Linked DNA regions of Pan troglodytes: all the other regions are linked to region 2. The links are chromatin contacts, called in public HiChIP or PLAC-seq maps. All regions are on one chromosome and are shown on one strand. The core of a region is the stretch at or near the end of the contact, and the rest is flanking DNA. Distances in the headings are between cores, read along the strand shown.

What was found. HiChIP or PLAC-seq counts read pairs in DNA pulled down with a chosen protein or histone mark.
Region 1: an H3K4me3 HiChIP or PLAC-seq map of stem cell-derived excitatory neurons shows a contact between it and region 2, with 9 times the contacts expected there. The contact joins the promoter of PHF12 here to the promoter of TLCD1 in region 2. A contact is called at or near these places in 1 of 7 Hi-C or Micro-C datasets (stem cell-derived neural progenitor cells) and 1 of 1 datasets of contacts at active chromatin or transcription factors (stem cell-derived excitatory neurons).
Region 3: a contact with region 2 is called in an H3K4me3 HiChIP or PLAC-seq map of stem cell-derived excitatory neurons, with 5 times the contacts expected there. The contact joins the promoter of DHRS13 here to the promoter of TLCD1 in region 2. A contact is called at or near these places in 2 of 7 Hi-C or Micro-C datasets (induced pluripotent stem cells and stem cell-derived neural progenitor cells) and 1 of 1 datasets of contacts at active chromatin or transcription factors (stem cell-derived excitatory neurons).

What each region holds. Positions count from the first base shown.
Region 1 is chr19:38,628,642-38,631,696 of NHGRI_mPanTro3-v2.0_pri, reverse strand. PHF12 (PHD finger protein 12) reads right to left here and starts at 1,689. Exons shown (of 15, transcript XM_003315555.7): 1 at 979-1,689; 2 at 149-330. The coding sequence starts at 1,044.
Region 2 is chr19:38,856,207-38,859,158 of NHGRI_mPanTro3-v2.0_pri, reverse strand. It overlaps TLCD1 (TLC domain containing 1), which reads right to left and starts at 1,672. Exons shown (of 4, transcript XM_003315562.5): 1 at 1,446-1,672; 2 at 176-258; 3 at 6-88. The coding sequence starts at 1,498. NEK8 (NIMA related kinase 8) reads left to right here and starts at 2,781. Exons shown (of 15, transcript XM_016932161.4): 1 at 2,781-2,941. The coding sequence starts at 2,823.
Region 3 is chr19:38,676,886-38,679,882 of NHGRI_mPanTro3-v2.0_pri, reverse strand. DHRS13 (dehydrogenase/reductase 13) reads right to left here and starts at 1,283. Exons shown (of 5, transcript XM_016932160.4): 1 at 1,001-1,283; 2 at 766-884. The coding sequence starts at 1,127.

The sequences.
Region 1 (3,055 bases), core at 440-2,939, 230 kb after region 2:
GGGGCGGGGAGGTGCTCGCCCCGGCAGCTGCAGAAAGTCAGCTAGCGGCTGCAAGCGCCCGTTATTTCGGCAGTCAGGGGCAGGCCGGGTAAAGGAATGCGCAGAGAAGGGTCCGCCAAGAAGCTCCAAAAGGGTCCCCAGACCTTACCAGCACTGGAGGTGGAAGGCAGCCGGGCAGTGGTCGCAGCACAGGAGATCTCCACCTTCCTTGCAGCTATCGCAGCTGTCGTGGTTGGTGGCCCTGCCGCTTCTCCGGGGCTCCTTCTCAGGCTTCCGACTGCGCTTTTCTGCTTCGTCCGTCTTGGGGGGAGCCAGCAGAGCTTGGATTTGCTGCACACACATACAAACGGCGTGTGTGCACACTCGGAGCTCCCGGGCGGTCCGTCGCCCCCCCGGCGCGGTTTCTCCGTCACCCACCCCTCTCCCCCCTTTTGTCCTTCTTCCTCCCATCCAGGCTGCTCCCAGAATCTCTCAGCCCCCGGAACCAGGGGGAGCCCACCCTAACCGCGTTCCTGCAGCACAACAACGAGAACAGCTTCTTCCAAATGGGGAGGATCAAGGGTAGGGGGATGGGAAGAGGGTGCGCGGTTCCCTTCTTGCCACTTCCTTGTATGGACAGTGGGGGACTCCAAAGACCGGCTCGGGAGAGGCCCGAAGCCCGGTACCCGGACGTGCTGGGGGAAGCACAAAGGGGCCAACAAGAAGGGGGTGGGGAGGCCTGCCGGTGCAACGAGATGGAGTGGGCTGGCGCCTCGGGAGAGCGAATCGAGGGCGGCGGGTAGGTGAAACTGCTGCAAACGTCCTCGGAGGCTGAGCTCAGCCCCCTAAATTGCAAAGAGGGGAGGGAGAGGCTAGGTGAGGAAGAATCCCCCTCCCTCGGCCCTCTAGGCGCTTCGAGTTTAGGACCGGCTTTGTGGGGCGGAGGGCGGAGGTTCCCTCCCGGCGCTGGAGGAAGGAGATGAGGAGGGCCACTCTTACCTCCATCAGCCCCCCTGATGTGTCCAAGTCGTACACGATCGTCTTGGTCTCCATTTTCTCCCACATTCATCCACCTCCCGGGCTGGGTGCTCTCTGCTCCGGCCCCCCCAACCCCGGGGGGAGGGGGGAGGTGAGGGGAGGGGGCGCTCCTGACCCCGGCCCCGCTTTTTTCCCAATACGGGTCCCGACTTCCTCGCCCTGGCTCCCCCCCACCCCCCGGCCCCCAGTCCCCGGGACGACAGCGTCCTCCCGACGGGCCGCGAGGGGGGAGCGGCCCCTCAGTCCCGGCCCGGCTGCTGGCTGCACAGTGGGTCCCGGCTCCGGGGGTCAGGCCTCGGCGGGGCCTAGTCCCACAGGCTAAAGCCGGCACTGGCGACAGCCGGTCCGGCCGGGAAGGCTGGCGGGCGCTGCCATCCCGGGGCTGGGGGTATCGGAGGGGGGGTGAGAGGTTACGTGAGGTTGTGGTACGTGAGGTGACTGGGGGGAGGGTGATGGGGGGTGGTCCCCGGGCTCCGCCTCTCGCCGCCGCCGCCGTCTGCGTCCCGGCTGCCGCGCACTTGGCGCAAACTTACCGCGAGCGCCCGCAAAGCCACCCGCGCAGGCGCCCCGGGATCGGCGCTCGCCGCGCGCAACCGCAGTGACAGCCGGCGGCCTGGCTCCCGCGCAGCCGCGGTGAGGGAGTACCCCCCAGCGCGCAGCCGCGCTGGCATTCGTCTGGAGGACCGAAGCCCCACCTTTCTGCCCTGCGCCAGCGCACTGAGACAAAAGGGCGGGACCTGAGGTCTCGCGCAGGCGCTTGAGAAAGCTTGTAGGGGTCAAGGCGCAGCCGCAGGAAGCTAGGGACTTTTTCATCCATTGGTGTTTGTGTGCAAACTAAGAAGACTCTGTTCTGCGCAGGCGTGTTGGGGGTGCTCCCCCTTCCTCTCCATAACACAGACGCCTCCCGCGCAGGCGTATTGCCTGCCGCAGGCCCTCACAAGAAAGCTGCTCCTTTCGCCATTTTGGTAATGGGATATGGGCTATCATGCCCTTGGAGTCCTCAGGCATGAACAGAAAGGAGCAAGGTGTGGTGTTGGATGGAGCTGGTCGCCTGTCGGTGACAGCAGTATTCCTAGGGATGTTGTACTTGACCGTTTGGTTCTACCATCAGGTGTGGCTGGACCAGGCCACCATATTGGTAAAGAGAAAAGCCATTTGAGACAGAAAATGACGCTTTTGGAGGCGTGTGGGATGACTGTGGTTCCTAATTCTCTCCCGCTCCTGACAGATAATTTTATCAGTTAATTGTATCCTGAGCATCCCTGTCTTGCGTGGTGGTGGCACTGGAGAGTTCCGCCTGCCCGTTACCACCCTCTCTTCACCACTGTCCCTGAGATCTGCTCTTCAAGAGGAAGCCTAAAGTGGAGAGTTTGTAATCCTGACAACGCCCAGCTACCTGCGTACCCCGGACTCCAACTCCCAGTTTGCAACGCCAAAGGGTCTAAAGGGCGAACGGGGGCGCATTGCATCCTGGGAGCAAGAATCGCGATAGGTCTGATGGATTGTGGGAACTGTAGTTCCATGTGCGTGCGATGCACTCTATGGTAGGATAGACCCGGGGAAGAGTCATTTGCCGGCCAGGAAGGGATACTTTTGAGAGCGTCAGTGCTGCATGCCGGGATTTGTAGTCTGAGGGCCCGCCTCGCATTCTGGGCAGGGATTCATGCTCCTTTTCAGGGCGCCCGCTCCTCCCCTTGGTATTGCCGTCAGAGATGGGCGGCTGGTTATTGCTGCCTGATGGTGGATGAAGCAGTGGAAAAGAGAATTGTATCGTTGTGCTTGACACTAGGGGTTTAGTTGGAATTGTTGCTTCGTAGCTGTGCTCGGCCCACTTTTAATGTTAAGGGACACAGCATTCTCAGAGTCGTCAAACTAGCAAGGGTTTAGAGACCATCTGATTTAATCCCCTCTTTTCCAGATGCACAGGGAGGCGCAGTGATTTGCCTAGGTCACATAGTGCATTTATGGCAGACCTAAGAATTGGATTTCTTGATTCTCAAGCCAGACACTGTCCATTACACTATGTCGACTGTGTCTA
Region 2 (2,952 bases), core at 423-2,922:
CTTACCATGACGTGATGGACAAGGTATTCCCAAGAGGCTCGCGTCTGTCCGCTAGTCACGATGTCCACCGTATCGTGGATGAAATACCCTAGTGGAGGGATGGGGCAAGAGATCATGAACTGAGCTTCCTTCTCCCTGTCCCCAATTTGCCTCCCGCTTCCTGGGCAAGACCTACCCGCAGAGAAGCAAACGAGCAAATAGCCAGAAAGTGACCACGCCGTCTCAATCTCCACTAACATGTCAGGAGTCTGCCATACACTGGAAAGGAGGGAAGAGGAGGCTCTGCATTTCGGCACCCTCAAGGACCATCAACTTCTCGGTTACCCTTCGCAGCCCCGGGGGAGCCTGGGCTCGCGCTAGTGGCTGACTGGGAAGCTAAGAGTGGCTGGGCAAAACCCAAGAGCCTCCAGTTTCCCAGGGGCGATCCCCCTCCCCTGGGGCCACTGCGGCTTTTGGTTGGATAGGATACCAAACGGGATCAGGTGAGACTGCGTGGCCTCAGCCCGCCGGTGAGCGATGGGGGTAGTAACACAAGAGCCGGCCCCGGCTCCCCGCTCAGGATCCCCTGGCCACCTCATTTCCACAGTCGCTCACTCACCACAGCAGTGCCCAGATCCCCGACACAATGGAGTGAGCGAAGGAGACGAGCAGGTTGTGCCAGCGCCAGGTGCGCAGGGGGTCGGCGCGCACGTGCACGGGTAGGGGCAGGCGACAGAGCGCGCGCCGGAGCGCCCGGAAGGTCAGCGTGGCGCCCAGGAGCAGCGGCAGGGCGGGGTGCAGCAGTCGGGGCATGCTGGCCCTCCCTGCCGTCCGCCCTCGAGGCCGCCTCCTAGGTCTGTTCTGGGAACCGGGGTCCCTCTCGGGCCAGTCTAGGCCGGCCGCCAGCCCCACACAGTTGGCGAAGCCCTCTAGGCCCCTTGGCTCCTCCTCGCCCTCCCTGCGAGGCCTCTGCCCCCGCCCCCAGCCGCCCGCGCCCCCGCCCCGCCCGCCTGCCTCCGCCCCCGCCCCGCCCCGCCCGCCTGCCCCCGCCCCTCAGGCGCTGCTGCCGCGCGAGCCGGGTGTCCCCGTGGCCTCTCGGCCACCGGCCGGCTCCCGCGGACTTCGGGTAACTAGGAGCTGTGCTGAGGGCGTCGTCGCCGAGACACCCCTCGCTGGCGCCTCCCGACTGCCGACGGAGTCCCCGCTGCCCTCGCTCGCCTGGCCTCATTAACCCGCGTCCCTACTTTTCCCCGGGCCACCGGCTACCCCGCCCTGGGCGGGTACCGCGAGAGCTCTCTCCGCCCTCTACTTTCTGCGCAGAGCTGGACGGGACCCGACACGCCCACGCCCCCTAAGTCCTGGTCCTGGGGTGGGCTCGGGAGCCCCGCGTCCGACAGTGGTCTCCGTGCAGACCCAGTGCCCCTACCGCACCACTCGCAGTCTTCTGGCCGGAGTCCCGTGTTTACCTGTCCCTCCCGCGCCCGCGAGGTGGGCACTTGGGAACTGCTGAGTAACCCATCGCCACCTCTTCCCGCCGGCTCTTAAACTCCTGGGGCCGGGCGACTGTCACAGTCCTCCCTCAGACAGTCCCGGCCCTCGGCCCGGCTCCCCGGAGGCTGGGCAAGCAAGACCTCCGATTTGCCGGGACAGCTGGAGTGACCCGCGCTCTCCAAGCCGGTAGCTTGCAGCAGTTGCGGCTCCTAGTCACTAGGTGTCAGCCTGCCCTCACTGTGGCGCGGGCTCCCCCTCCCGCCTCCGAGCGAGGCAGCTGCTTTCGGGGAGAGTTTAGGTATAAACTCTGGGCGAAAGGAGGAGCAGCTGAGAGCCAGCGAGGGAAGTTAAGCGGAGATGAGAGCGGGGAGGGAGAAGAGGGTGGTAATAGAGGAGGGGCGGGAAGAAGCGGGGGAGGGGAAAGGTGCTGCGGGCGGGAGGAAGAAGCCGAAAACCTGAGGCGCAAGGACCCAGGGACCAAGCCGTTTGAGTGTTTTCCTTCCCTATGGCTCCAAGGTTACACATTAACCCCTGTGGGACTCTTAAGTCAACCAAAGCCCAGTCGGTTTCTAGGTGAGAACACGGGTGTCCTGGGTGAGCGGCTTTCCCGCCCCTCCCCTTGGCTCACAGAGCTGCTCTGTCCGCCGGCCGACACCGGCCAGAGCCAGCGCCCTTCCAGCAGTCATTCCACGTGGGTGGGTTTGGATACCCTTGCGAGAGCCAGGACAGGGGCAGAAGATAAAACGCCCCTTTCCTCACACCCCTTGCCCACTCTGATACAGGGACGCTAACCTTCAGGTTAGTGACCATCCTCCTCCTGAATACTGAGGTTTTCTTTTTTTTTTTTTTTTTGAGATGGAGGCTCACTCTATCGCCCAGGCTGGAGTGCAATGGCACGATCTCGGCTCACTGCAACCTCCGCCTCCCAGATTCAAGCGATTCTCCTGCCTCAGCCTCCCGAGTAGCTGGGATTACAAGCGCGCGCCACCATGCCCAACTAATTTTTGTATTTTTAGTAGAGACGAGGTTTTACCATGTTGGCCAGGTTGGTCTCAAACTCCTGACCTCAGGTGATCCGCCCGCCTCGGCCTCCCCAAAGTGCTGGAATTACAGGCGTGAGCCACCGCGCCTGGCCGAATACTGAGTTTTTCTAGAGCTCCCGCAGAGCAGGAGCCCGGGAGAACCTGGAATTAACCTCACTTCCGGTAAAGAGCCTAGCTGGTCACACTAACCAGCCCCCTGCCTCTAGGCTTTTGCCTTGAGCTCATTTCGGCGAAACCGCGGTCTTTCCTTCTCCCCTTGATGCTTTCAGGTACTGACCCACTACCGCCCCCATCTTCCCCCATGGGAAGATGAGCACTGAGGGCAGATTACCCTCCTGCAGCGCGTGTGTGAAAGGGGAGTTGAGAGTGCTGACGAGCGCGGCGCTCACTAGTCGGGACGGCCCGAGACCGTGTCATGTCCTCTTCAGGTGAATCAACT
Region 3 (2,997 bases), core at 34-2,533, 180 kb after region 2:
TCTGGGCCTCAGTTCTCTCACTGCGTAAAGGGAATAATAATAACAACAGTCCCAATCTCACTGAGCTTTTGTGAGGATGAAAGGAGTTAACGTGTAAAATACACTCTAGCAGCACTGGGTAGGTACTTGCTATTATTATTATCACCTCCTTTCCCCATTACCATTTACCCTAAAATCTGTAACTTCTCACTGGTCTCCTCTCTCCCGTTCTTGCCCCCCCACTCCAGGCACCACGCAGCCACAAAGGAGTTCCTTCCAAAGGCTATTCTGACAGTCCGGAGCCTACTGAGGGCCGTTCATGGTCTCCACTGGTCTCTGCTGCCCAATCTATAAAATCCAAGCTTCTCAATAGGCTCTAGAATGTTCTCCAGCCCCCTCATTTGCCCATCTTCCTCATACTTTGTGCTCCAGCCTCATTAAATCTTTTTCTCAGTTTTTCAGATCAGTCCAGCTCTCTTTGCCTCAGAGCCTTTGCTTATGCTGTGCCCTCTGCTGTTCCCTTTCCTACTAATCATTAACCCAACTTCTACTGATGCTTAAACGTCTCAGAACTGCAATTACGGCCTTCAGGAAGCCCCTCCCCCACTCGGCTCTGGTGCGCCTTCCTCGGGTGACCCCAGCGCTCCGTGCACTCCCTCTTCGCGCTCAGCCGCCCGCGCCGCGCTCTCCTCCCTGGACCCGGATCCTCCGTAGCCCCTTTGCTGGCTTCTCTGTGTCCCGGCGGGTTCTCGGCTCACCGTCCCACGCGCCCCCGCTGCCTCTCACCTGGCGGAGGTCGAAGGCAGCCGCCTCCCCGCGCTCCTGGCTGCGGCAGGCCAGCACCACGCGCGCTCCCCGGCGCGCCAGCTCCAGCGCCGTCATCTTTCCGATGCCGCTGTTGGCGCCTGCGGACCGCGGGCGGGAGCCGAGCTGAGCTGAGCCCGGCGGGCCGCTGCTACCGCCGGCCCGGCCTCCTCTCCGCGCGCCCCGCCAGCTCGCACTCACCCGCCTCCGCACTCACCCGTGACCACGGCCGTGCGGCCCCGCAGGTTGCCCATGCCGCCGCACGGCGGGGCCTTCACCAGGTTGTAGTAGACAAGCACGTAAGCGCCCAGCAGCAACCCAGCGCCCAGCAGCAGCGCCTCCATGCCGGCCGCGCCTCCCGGCTCCCGCCCAGGCCCCGCACCGCCCTGGATCGCCGCCAGGCGGCTGCCGATCCGCCCTGCACAGGCCTGGAACGGCGCCGGGGCGCGTCAGCCTCCGAAGGCGGAGGCGGGCAGGAGGCTGGGCAGGGGTGTGTGCGCGTGCGGGTGCGCGCCGGCCCTGCGAGCGCCCCCTAGGCGTGCGTCGGCGTCCTGGGGGCGTGTGCCTCTGTGGACACCTTTGAGGTGCGTGTGTGCGCTTGGGCCCTGGGAGCGCCCCCTAGGTGTGTGCCTGTGTGAACTCCTGGGTGTGTGTGTCCACGTACACCCTGTGAGTGCACGCTAGGTATGTGCATGCATCTGCAACGCTTGTATGTGAATGATCTCTAGGTGTGTATGTGCCCATGTCCCCGAGGATCACCCTTTGGGTTGTGTGCGTGCCTCTGGATCCTGTGTGTGAGCTCATGTAAGCACCTTGTAGGTGTTTGTGTGCATTCCGGCAGAGTCCCTCCAGGTATGTGCCTGCATCTGTAGTCTCTGCCAGTGCATGTGCTTGCATATCTCCATATGTTTACTCGAGGTGTATGTAGCACAGTCCCTCCCTTCTGAAGTTAGGTGTGTACATGAATACACGTGTGTCTTTGAGTCTAGTCCTAGATGCTTTTCCCTCTAGGAACAAATCCTTCTCCTTCCTTCCCTTCTGAACAAATCCTTCTCCTTCCTTCCCTTCTGAACAAATCCTTCTCCTTCCTTCCCTTCTGAACAAATCCTTCTCCTTCCTTTCCTTTCCTTCCTTCCTTTCCTTCCTTCCTTCCTTCCTTCCTTCCTTCCTTCCTTCCTTCCTTCCTCCCTCCCTCCCTTCCCTCCCTCCCTTCCTTCCCTCCCTTCCTTCCCTCCCTCCCTTCCTTCCTTCTTTCCTTTCTTTCTTTCTTTCTTTCTTTTGAGACGGAGTTTCGCTCTCGTTGCCCAGGCTGGAGTGCAGTGGCGTGATCCCGGCTCACTGCAACCTCTGCTTCCCGGGTTCAAGCAATTCTCCTGCCTCAGAATCCAGAGTAGCTGGGATCACAGGTGTGTGACACCACACCCGGCTAATTTTTGTATTTTAGTAGAGAAGGGTTTTCACTATGTTGGCCAGGTTGGTCTCAAACTTCTGACCTTAAGTGACCCACCTGCCTCAGCCTCTCAAAGTGCTGGGATTACAGGTGTGAGCCTCTGCACTGGGCCAAATCCTTCGTTTTCTTATCTTCACATCCAGCCCCCAGCTTCTAGGATTCTTCCCTGTTCTCCCCACACAGGCTAGAGAGGACACTGTTAAAGGTGGCACAGGCAGTTAAGGGGTGTCAGAATTCACTCCTTCATTCCCCCTCTGTATCTCCCTACCTCAACCCCACTAGTGCCTTCCATGGCTGAAGGGAAGCAGGAAGAGATAGAGAGTAAAATCTGTTATTGCCTTTCAGGAGGAAATTTGCCTTTGGAATGGTTCTCATAGGTGATAAGAGACAGGCAGAGAAGCTCCATCACTCAATTACAAGTGACCATGGTGGCAGGAAGGGTGGGGCTGGCTAGGAACAAATGGGTAAGAGCATTCCAGGGCAGAAGGCCGTTGCCTGATACATTCAGTACAATTTAGAACCTGGTATTTGGCACTTATGGTGTGCCCAGCAGTGTAGTTAGACTTGGAAATTCCGAGTGGAAGATATACAAGTTTCTGTCCTTAGGGAGTTCAAAAAGCCCATTAGGGCACCGGGAGCAGAGTGATGACGCCTGCATGGGCAGATGAAAGTCAGGGACAGACCTCAGATTCCAGGGCCAGTTTCCTATTTAGCTGCACTGCAGATTCGGGTTTCCATTGTAGATGCTGTGGGATGAGGCTGGG